2 separate regions of the Pelodiscus sinensis genome follow, and region 1 is linked to region 2. The links are chromatin contacts, called in public Hi-C maps. All regions are on one chromosome and are shown on one strand. Each heading gives the region's core, a stretch centred on a gene start, on an enhancer-like site or on the middle of the called end of the contact. The rest is flanking DNA. Distances are from core to core; before and after follow the strand shown.

Region 1 (4,255 bases), core at 601-3,100, 320 kb before region 2:
GCAGCAGGGCTCATCGGAAAGACCCACGGTGCGTGGAGCACACAGCAGGGCAAGCCGCCGGTCCGGTTTCAAAGCGGACTGTCCCTGTTGGGTGGGTTGGTCCCCAGCCAGGTATGGAGACCCAGCCGAGCGTGGCTTTGTCTGGTGCGGGACGGGGGATCCCGGCGTGACGCGCAGGCTGCAGTGCCGCCAGGCGTGTCGAGCCGGGGCGCTCATCCACACGGTATCCTCTACCGCGTGGCCTCCCGGGCAAGCAAGGTCCTGCCAGCCGGCGAGGGCCCATGCTCCGGAAGCAGCAGAACGTCGGGGACTCTGGCAAGGGGTGAGGGCCTCCCAGCCCGGCACACCCACTCCTGCAGGGGGAAGAGCTGAGTCAGCCCCGGTGTGATTCAGGGAAGTCTCAGCCACGCCTGAGCTTGGCCTGCCAGGCAGGGGCCAATTAAGGGTGAGCCCCACCATGATCTCATCCATCCGCAGGTGTAGGAGGCGCCTGTCCCATCACTCGCAAGGGCGGGGGGTGAAAAGCAGGTGAGCGTGCGGGAAGGGCAGCAGGGAAAGAGACCTACATGGAGACAGTCATAAGCACCTGGGCTTTAGAAATGGGAGAACCCTACAGGCCACATTCACGCCTGAGTCCGTCCGTTACTCCAGGGGGGGACTCCCTCCTGGCGGTGTGGGGCTGCCCCTTACGCTAGGGATGAGCTAGAGCTTTGTACAACCAACCCACGCCCCCGCTTGGAGGGCCTGCTTTCCCCGGCGGCCCAGGGAGACAGCCGAGATTGCGCTTTTACCCGCTGGGTCCTGCGAGAGGCACAGCTCTGCCTGCAGGGAGACGTCGCCAGAGAGCTGGTTCGGCTTGGGGGCGCTCCCGGGGGGCAGGATGTGAATCCCAGGGCGTTGTAGCTTTCCCTTACACACAGGTTTCTGCTCTTCACCAAGGACGACTCCCTTCTGGAAATGACAGAAACGAGAGTGAGGCTTGGTAGCCTAGCCGGGGTCCCTGACCTTTTGGCGGCCAGAATTGCAGCGGGCGCTCCTCCGGGCCCACGTTTCCCTGCCAGCTCGTGGCAAAGAAGACGGCCTTAAGACGCCACAGGAAAGAGCAGGCCCTTCCCCCCCGACTCTCCCTGGGATTACACCCTGTCCGTCCAACCGCCTCCCCACTGCCTGGCACACGCAGGACCCATCGCTCCCTAGGCCCTCCCGTGGCAAACGTGGTGACTAACTTTAAGAGCAAGCTCACACACCGCAAACCCAGCGGAGAACGCTACCTTCTCGGGGGCTTGCCTGGGCTATGCGCGAAGCTGCTCTCCTTGGTGAGCTGCCAGGTGGAGGCAGGGTCTGGGATGCGGTCGATAGTTATAACAGGCACCTAGGAAGAAAGGAGAGCGGCTCGTCCCCAGTCACTGCGGCGCCGGCGACCCAAACCGCCGGCCCCTCCGGCACTGCGCCCCGGCGCCCGCTGTCTGTACGCCACTCGCAGCCGCGGCCACTGACGCCTCGCAAGCCCCCCCGCGGGGCCTACGAATGGCTCGGGCGCACGGGGGCTGGCCAGCGAGCAGGCTGCTTGGGGTACGGCAGGTTCTGCCCCCGGCTTGCATCAGGCAGCACTGGGCTGCCCGGCGGTTCTCCCAGGCCTGCCGAATCGGGGAACGCAGCTCCCCCAGCCCAGGGCTGCTGAGATGGAAGGGACCGGGCTGGGGGGGGCTGGGCTCCAAGGGGCTGGGGGGGTCTGGGGGGCCTCGCGGGAACCAACTGCCCAGCGGCCCAGGGGCTCTGCCAGCTGCTGGGGGCACGTGGGCCCAGGCCCCGCCCTCGCCCCGCCCACTCCCCAAGCCCCGCCCCGGCTCTGACGTGCCCGACCCCGCCCCCGGCCCGAACAGCGCTCGGCGGCCGCCGCCAGGGGGAGCCCGGAGCCGCCGGCGCGGGGGCCGCGAGACGCTGCAGCCGCCCGGCCGGGCCCAGGTACCGGGGGGAGGGGGGGCTGGAACCCAGATCTCCCCCCCCCCCCGGCCTGCCCCCCCCCCCCGAACCGGCCGCGATCCGTGCACCCCCCCCCCGGGCTCCGGCCAGAGCCCCCGCCTCGCCCGCGGGTCACGGGGCGGAGAAGGAAATGGGGGGGCGGGGCTCGAGCCCCCCCGGGGTCCCATCGGCCCGGTGCAGGCGCAGCAGGACCCGCCGCCCCGGGGGGGGGGGGCTCGGCTCCTCGGGCCCCGCCGCCCCCTCGCCCCGGGGGGGGGGGGGCTCGGCTCCTCGGGCCCCGCCGCCCCCTCGCCCCGGGGGGGGGGGGGGGGGCTCGGCTCCTCGGGCCCCGCCGCCCCCTCGCCCCGGGGGGGGGGGGGGCTCGGCTCCTCGGGCCCCGCCGCCCCCTCGCCCCGGGGGGGGGGGGGCTCGGCTCCTCGGGCCCCGCCGCCCCCTCGCCCCGGGGGGGGGGGGGGGGCTCGGCTCCTCGGGCCCCGCCGCCCCCTCGCCCCCGGGGGGGGGGGGGGGCTCGGCTCCTCGGGCCCCGCCGCCCCCTCGCCCCCGGGGGGGGGGGGGCTCGGCTCCTCGGGCCCCGCCGCCCCCTCGCCCCGGGGGGGGGGGGGCTCGGCTCCTCGGGCCCCGCTGCCCCCTCGCCCCGGGGGGGGGGGCTCGGCTCCTCGGGCCCCGCTGCCCCCTCGCCCCGGGGGGGGGGGGCTCGGCTCCTCGGGCCCCGCTGCCCCCTCTCCCCGGGGGGGGGGGGCTCGGCTCCTTGGGCCCCGCTGCCCCCTCTCCCCGGGTGGGGGCTCGGCTCCCTGCCCCGCTGCCCCCTCTCCCCGGGCAGTGCGGCAGAGTCCCCGAGCCCGGCCCCGGCGCTCTGCCCGCGCTGAGGGGGCTGCGCTGTGCTTGCTTTCTAGGAGCCGGCGGGGCTGTGCCCGAGCGAAGCGGCGCCCTGGTGCCCCCCTCGGCGCAGGGGACCCCCGGCAGCCTGCGGCTTCGCGCTCCTGGAGGACAAGCTGTGCCCGTTCCGGCTCCGCGGCCGGCAGCATGGTCTGTGCGCAGGTGGAAGCCAGCCCGGGGCGGTGCTGGCAGAAGGTGCTGTACGAGAGGCAGCCCTTCCCCGATAACTACGTGGACCACCGCTTCCTGGAGGAGCTGCGGAAGAACATCCACGCCCGCCGCTACCAGTACGGGGCGGTGGTGTTTGAGACGGGGGGAGTGATCCAGCAGCTGTGCAGCGTCTGCGTCTTCGTCGTCATCTGGTGGTACATGGACGACGGGCTGCTGCCCCCACAGTGGCTGTTCGGGGCGGGGCTGGCCTCTTCCCTCGTTGGCTACGTCCTGTTTGATGTCATAGACTTGGGGGCAGGCAGGCGGGCGAGTGGACGGACCCGCTGGGCGGACCTGAGGAGCACCCTGGTGTTCATAGCTTTCACCTACGGCTTCTCCCCGCTGCTGAAGACCCTGACGGAGTCGGTCAGCACGGACACCATTTACGCCATGTCGGTCTTCATGCTCCTGGGGCACCTCATCTTCTTCGACTACGGGGCCAACGCCGCTATCGTCTCCAGCACGCTGTCCCTCAACATGGCCATCTTCGCCTCCGTGTGCCTGGCCTCCCGGCTGCCCCGTGCCCTGCACACCTTCGCCACGGTCACCTTCGCCATCCAGATCTTCGCCCTGTGGCCCATGCTGCAGAAGAAACTCAAAGCGCGGACGCCCTGCTGCTACGTAGGGGTGACCCTGCTCTTCGCCCTGGCCGCGCTGGCCGGGCTGCTGACCCTTTCTGGCGTCGCTGCCCTTCTCTTCTCCCTGCTGCTGGTCTCCATTTCCTTCCTGTGCCCTTACTGCCTCCTTCGGCTGCAGCTGCACAAAGACAACATCCACGGGCCGTGGGACGAAGCCGAAATCAAGGATGACCTCTCCAAGTTCCTCATGTAGATGCGTCCAGGCCTCCCAGCGGGCAAGCAGGCCACCACCATCGCTGTTACCGGTGTAAAAGGCTTTGCCATGCGGCCAACACGCCACGGACGGAATCACAGAGACGGTTCCAGGGGTGTAACTAAACCTCTGCTCCCAGGCTGACACCAAGGGCTTGGTTCTTACTAGGAGCTTTGGTCCCTCAGGTACGTGTGTGTCGCTCGGTGCCAGGCGTGGAGGTCACCATTCAGTCAGATGTCACCATTTTATCCACCGCCTCCTCTATTCAGGACTCCATGGCTGTTGATACCAGCTGTAGGCCACAAGCATCTTCTCCCCATTGGTGCTGCTGCTGGGGGAGCTGAAATACTGGTAG
Region 2 (4,372 bases), core at 1,112-3,611:
AAGAAAAAGTGAAATTATGTCACACTAGACAAGAGACTGAATACTAAACTGCTGAGAGGAGAATGGACTTTTTGGTTTAACTGGTCAAAACTTTGTAATCAACATCTGTCATCATCTATTTGACGCAATTGCTGAAACAACACTTGGGGAGGAAGAACAGCCTTTGAATTAAGGGGTGAAACTCCCATTACACATTTGAGAACAAAAGATTGTTAGATAATTATCGGACAGATCTTCAAACACACAAACAATACAAAAAACACAAAGAAAACCCATCTTACCACCCAAAAGTTCCCATTTGGCCTTTTGCATACATTCTGCTCTTTCTTCAGAAATCTAGATTTCCCTTTGTATGTTACTTTTAAAAACTCAAGTCTGGACTCCTCTGGGACAGGCTGGGTGGAGGCAATGGAATAATGAGAAACACTCACAGGAATAGTATGAATAGAGGACAGCGCTTCTGACTACAGACAGAGATGCTTCCTCTTGATTAGTCAGCAAAGAGCTGCTGTGCTTCCTTGGAAACCTGTTGAGCTGTGTCTACAATTAATCTTTGCCTCCAAAATTTCCAACCATTGCTTCCTGCAGTGGTGGCTCCCCAAATGCTTAATGTAGACAAGCATCGGGTCTAGACAACACCATATTAAAATGCCAGCATCCTCCTTAAATCACAGCCACGCTAGCTAGCACTCCTACTGATGTTAACAGCGGCATAAAGAAGATTTTAGTGAGCTTGGTTCTGAAACTCAATGTAATAATCCTGCAATGTCTGCTCACGTTTTTCTTATCTCAAGAGTTACAAGTAAATAACAAGGCAATACACAAAATCACAGCCTATGACTTTTACTTAAAACACCCTTAATTAAGCAGGGGGGGAAGGGGAAGGAAGGGAAAGCATGTATCTGTGGCCCCTGCTCCTCCTGGAGGCAGCATCCATAAGCCCTGCTGCTGCTCCCAACCCTGCTGCTCCTAGGATGCTGTCCAACTGCCAGGTAGCCCTGAAGTCAGCTGGACTGGCCACTACAAAAACCAGAGATCCCAGAATCTGTCACTTCCATGAAAGACTTGCAGCTTTAATGACAAGCACAGAAACGTTAGTTTCTCGTAACCTAGACATTATTGGACACAGGACTTTTGGAAACAATAGGAGAGTATCCTGCAATACGAACATAAAATTGAAATAAAAAATACATCTACAAGCTAACATCAACTGCATAGCCCATGCCTTTCCACATCTGCTAGCAAAAGATGAGAAGCTTGAAATATTTTAGGGTGAGAAGAGAGAGATCGTGAAATTGACCTGCATTGAGCAGGAAAGACCATCTGATGCCCCCGGCAGCCAAGAGCCCCGTTTCACCAGGCAACACTCCTGCTCCAAGCGCCTCCCGCCCCCGTGGCTATTCACGCCGCTGGGGGCGAGGGGGAGATGCTGCGGCAGCGCCCGCACGGAGCAGGAACCAATCGATCCCTCTGGACAGGGAGGCACCGAGCGAGGAGGAAAATCCAGGCGCAACCCAAGCCGGCCTCGAGACGGGGAAGGAAAAAAAGGGCCCCGCTGCGCGGCACCCGGGGAGCAGCGCTATGGGGCTGGGGAAGGTTCCCTTCTGCCCCCCCAACTGCCCCCGGCGCGGCGCTGTGGGGCTGGGGGGAGGATCCCTTCTGCCCCCCCAACTGCCCCCGGCGCGGCGCTGTGGGGCTGGGGGGAGGATCCCTTCTGCCCCCCCAACTGCCCCCGGCGCGGCGCTGTGGGGCTGGGGGGAGGATCCCTTCTGCCCCCCCAACTGCCCCCGGCGCGGCGCTGTGGGAGGATCCCTTCTGCCCCCCCCCAAACTGCCCCCGGCGCGGCGCTGTGGGGCTGGGGGAGGATCCCTTCTGCCCCCCCCCAAACTGCCCCCGGCGCGGCGCTGTGGGGCTGGGGGAGGATCCCTTCTGCCCCCCCAACTGCCCCCGGCGCGGCGCTGTGGGGCAGGAGGCCGCCCCCGGGAGCGCGCTCAGCCCCACAGGCGGCGGGCAGGGCCGGCTCCCTCCCCCCGCCGAGCGGAAGCGGGGCCCTGGCCGAGCCGCCCCCCGCCCCGGGCCATGCGGCGCAGGCCGCGCGAGCGCCGCTCCCACCGGCTCCGGGCCCCGGCCCCGCCCGGCGCGGGGGGAAGGGGCGGCGGGGCCGGGCCGCGTCGCACCCCCCGGGCGGGGCCGCGCGTCCCCCAGCCCCGCACCGCGGCGCCTCACCTGGGCTGCGGGGCCGGCGCTGCGGCCTGGGCCCGGCTGCGAGACTCGGGGAGGCCGCTGCTGCCGCCGCGCGAACCGCCTCCACACAGGGGCCAAGATGGCGGGCGGCCAAGCCGGCGCCAACGGCGTCTGACGTCACCGCGCAGCGCCCACGCAGCGCCGGCCGCGTGAGGCCGGGCGGGTTCCTTCCCCTCCGCCGAGGCGAGCGCGCCACCTGCAGGAGCCTGCGGGAACTGCCTGCCAGGGAGGCGGAGGGAGCAGGATCAGCTGTGCCTCTGCTTTGGGGCCCTGGCCTTGCTGGCTCCTCTGGCCCCTGCCGGGGGGTAATAAATCTGCCCCGGGGGGGGGGGGGGGGTGTTGGATTGGGCTAGCACCCCTTGGCAGGGTAAGGCCAGCCTGCCACCAGCCAGGATCTGGAAATCAGGAGAGTGCCTTAACCATCGTGGCTGCCTCTAGCCTGGCATGATTTCGCGCAAATACTTTTAACGGAAAAGTTTTCCCCTTCAAAGTATTTGCGCAAGAGAGCGTTTACACTGGCACGGATGCTTTTGTGCATAAGGCATCTTTTGCGCAAAAGCATCCGTGCCAGCACAGACGCTCTCTTGCGCAAGATATTAACTTGCCTGTCTACACTGGCCCTCTTGCGCAAGAGGGCTAAGCCTGAGTGGGACCATCAAAGTATTTGAGCAAGAAGCACTGATTTGGTACACTACAAAATCTTGCGCAAATTCTTGCGGCCAGTATAGACAGGCTTTTGCGCGAAATCTTGCCAGTCTCGACGCACCCTGTGAGAATTTAAACCATCAGTGGGCCCTCCCCTCCCTTCCGTGTTGTGAGTGTGTCAGATGCACTTCAGGACATTGCCAAGCTTTTCTCTGCAAGGACGAGAGCTGGCAACGAAGCCCTCTGCCATTGAAAACCAACGGCTTACCCGTGCCAGTGGACTCAGGTTCATGAGGCTAGGGCTAAGGGGCTCTTTAACTGCAGTGCAGACATTCAGGCTCGGGCTAAAGCCTGAGTTCTAGGATCCGAGAGGCAGAGTTGTTGACTCGAGTCCCACGACTTGAACTCGAGTCCGACTTCAGTCACCTAGGGGCCTTGAGACTCAACTTGGGTTCATTATTTGTGACTTGAGACTCGACTTGAGACTTTCTCATTTTATTAAATCGACTTGGTGAAAAAATTGTCCGAAAATGCCAATATCGATGGCTTGTACAAAAGTGACTTGACATTTTTTAAATTAAGACTTGAGATTCGACTTGGGACTTGACTCAAAAGTGACTTTCGGGACTGGAGACTCGACTTGAGACTTGAACTGTAGTGACTTGAGACTCGATTTGGACTTGACAATGACGACTTGAAGACAATACTGCCGAGAGGTGGTAAGTAGGTGGAAAAGTCCAAGTGGTAGGGCAGAAACATGAGTGGATAAGTCTACAGCACGATTAAACATCCCCTTATCCCAAGACCTTCCCGTCTGAGTCAGCTGACATGAATCAGCCATAGATAACTAATTTCAGTGTAGACTTAGCAGCAATATAACAGCTTCCACACTAGTAGCTGTAACTGGTATGAATATACTGTATACTTTTTAAAAAAAATCACATCCCCCATCCAAATTAATACTATAGAAAACTGTGGCTAAGGGGCCTTATAGAAGTATAGTGGATTTTCTTTCCTGCACAGGAATAATCTGTACTGGTATAGCCGAGCCCAAACAAGGAAGTTGTATCGTCTTAATGGCCTAGAGGACACAGCACAGGACTGAACTCAAGATAAAATACATAATTAAACCGCTATAGCTACAGCGCTGCAAGAATTGTGGGCAGGCAAAGCCATACGGAAATTTTCAAATGAAATCTGGAATTCTCACAGTCATTTCCAGGAGTTGTGGCTTTAAGTGAGCCAGCAAATGAAGCGAGATGCTGGCACTGCTGACGAGAGCTTGTACAAATTCCCATCATGTTTGGTGTTTTACTTGAATCACTCGACTGCAGGATTTACATACACACAGAACTGCCAACCAAGAATATTTGAAAATTGTCAGTTGGGCCCTCAAATAAATCAGAAGCCTGGTTTAAAAATAGTGATAGAAATGTAGCCGTGTTAGTCTGGGGTAGTTGAAGCAAAATGCAGGACAATGTAG

The links. Hi-C and Micro-C count contacts between places; a contact is called where the count stands out from the background.
Region 1: a contact with region 2 is called in a Hi-C map of an unstated tissue, with 8 times the contacts expected there. The contact joins the promoter of PIGC here to the promoter of PRRC2C in region 2. A contact is called at or near these places in 2 of 5 Hi-C or Micro-C datasets (blood and an unstated tissue).

Annotation. Positions count from the first base shown.
Region 1 is chr9:64,305,820-64,310,074 of ASM4963464v1, reverse strand. It overlaps PIGC (phosphatidylinositol glycan anchor biosynthesis class C), which reads left to right and starts at 1,850. Exons shown (of 2, transcript XM_075937058.1): 1 at 1,850-1,965; 2 at 2,877-4,255. The coding sequence starts at 3,007. The coding sequence ends at 3,900. It overlaps DNM3 (dynamin 3), which reads right to left. Exons shown (of 24, transcript XM_075937057.1): 21 at 792-948.
Region 2 is chr9:63,982,946-63,987,317 of ASM4963464v1, reverse strand. It overlaps PRRC2C (proline rich coiled-coil 2C), which reads right to left and starts at 2,361. Exons shown (of 34, transcript XM_075937025.1): 1 at 2,227-2,361. It overlaps LOC102459727 (dimethylaniline monooxygenase [N-oxide-forming] 4), which reads right to left. Exons shown (of 10, transcript XM_075937030.1): 10 at 4,311-4,372.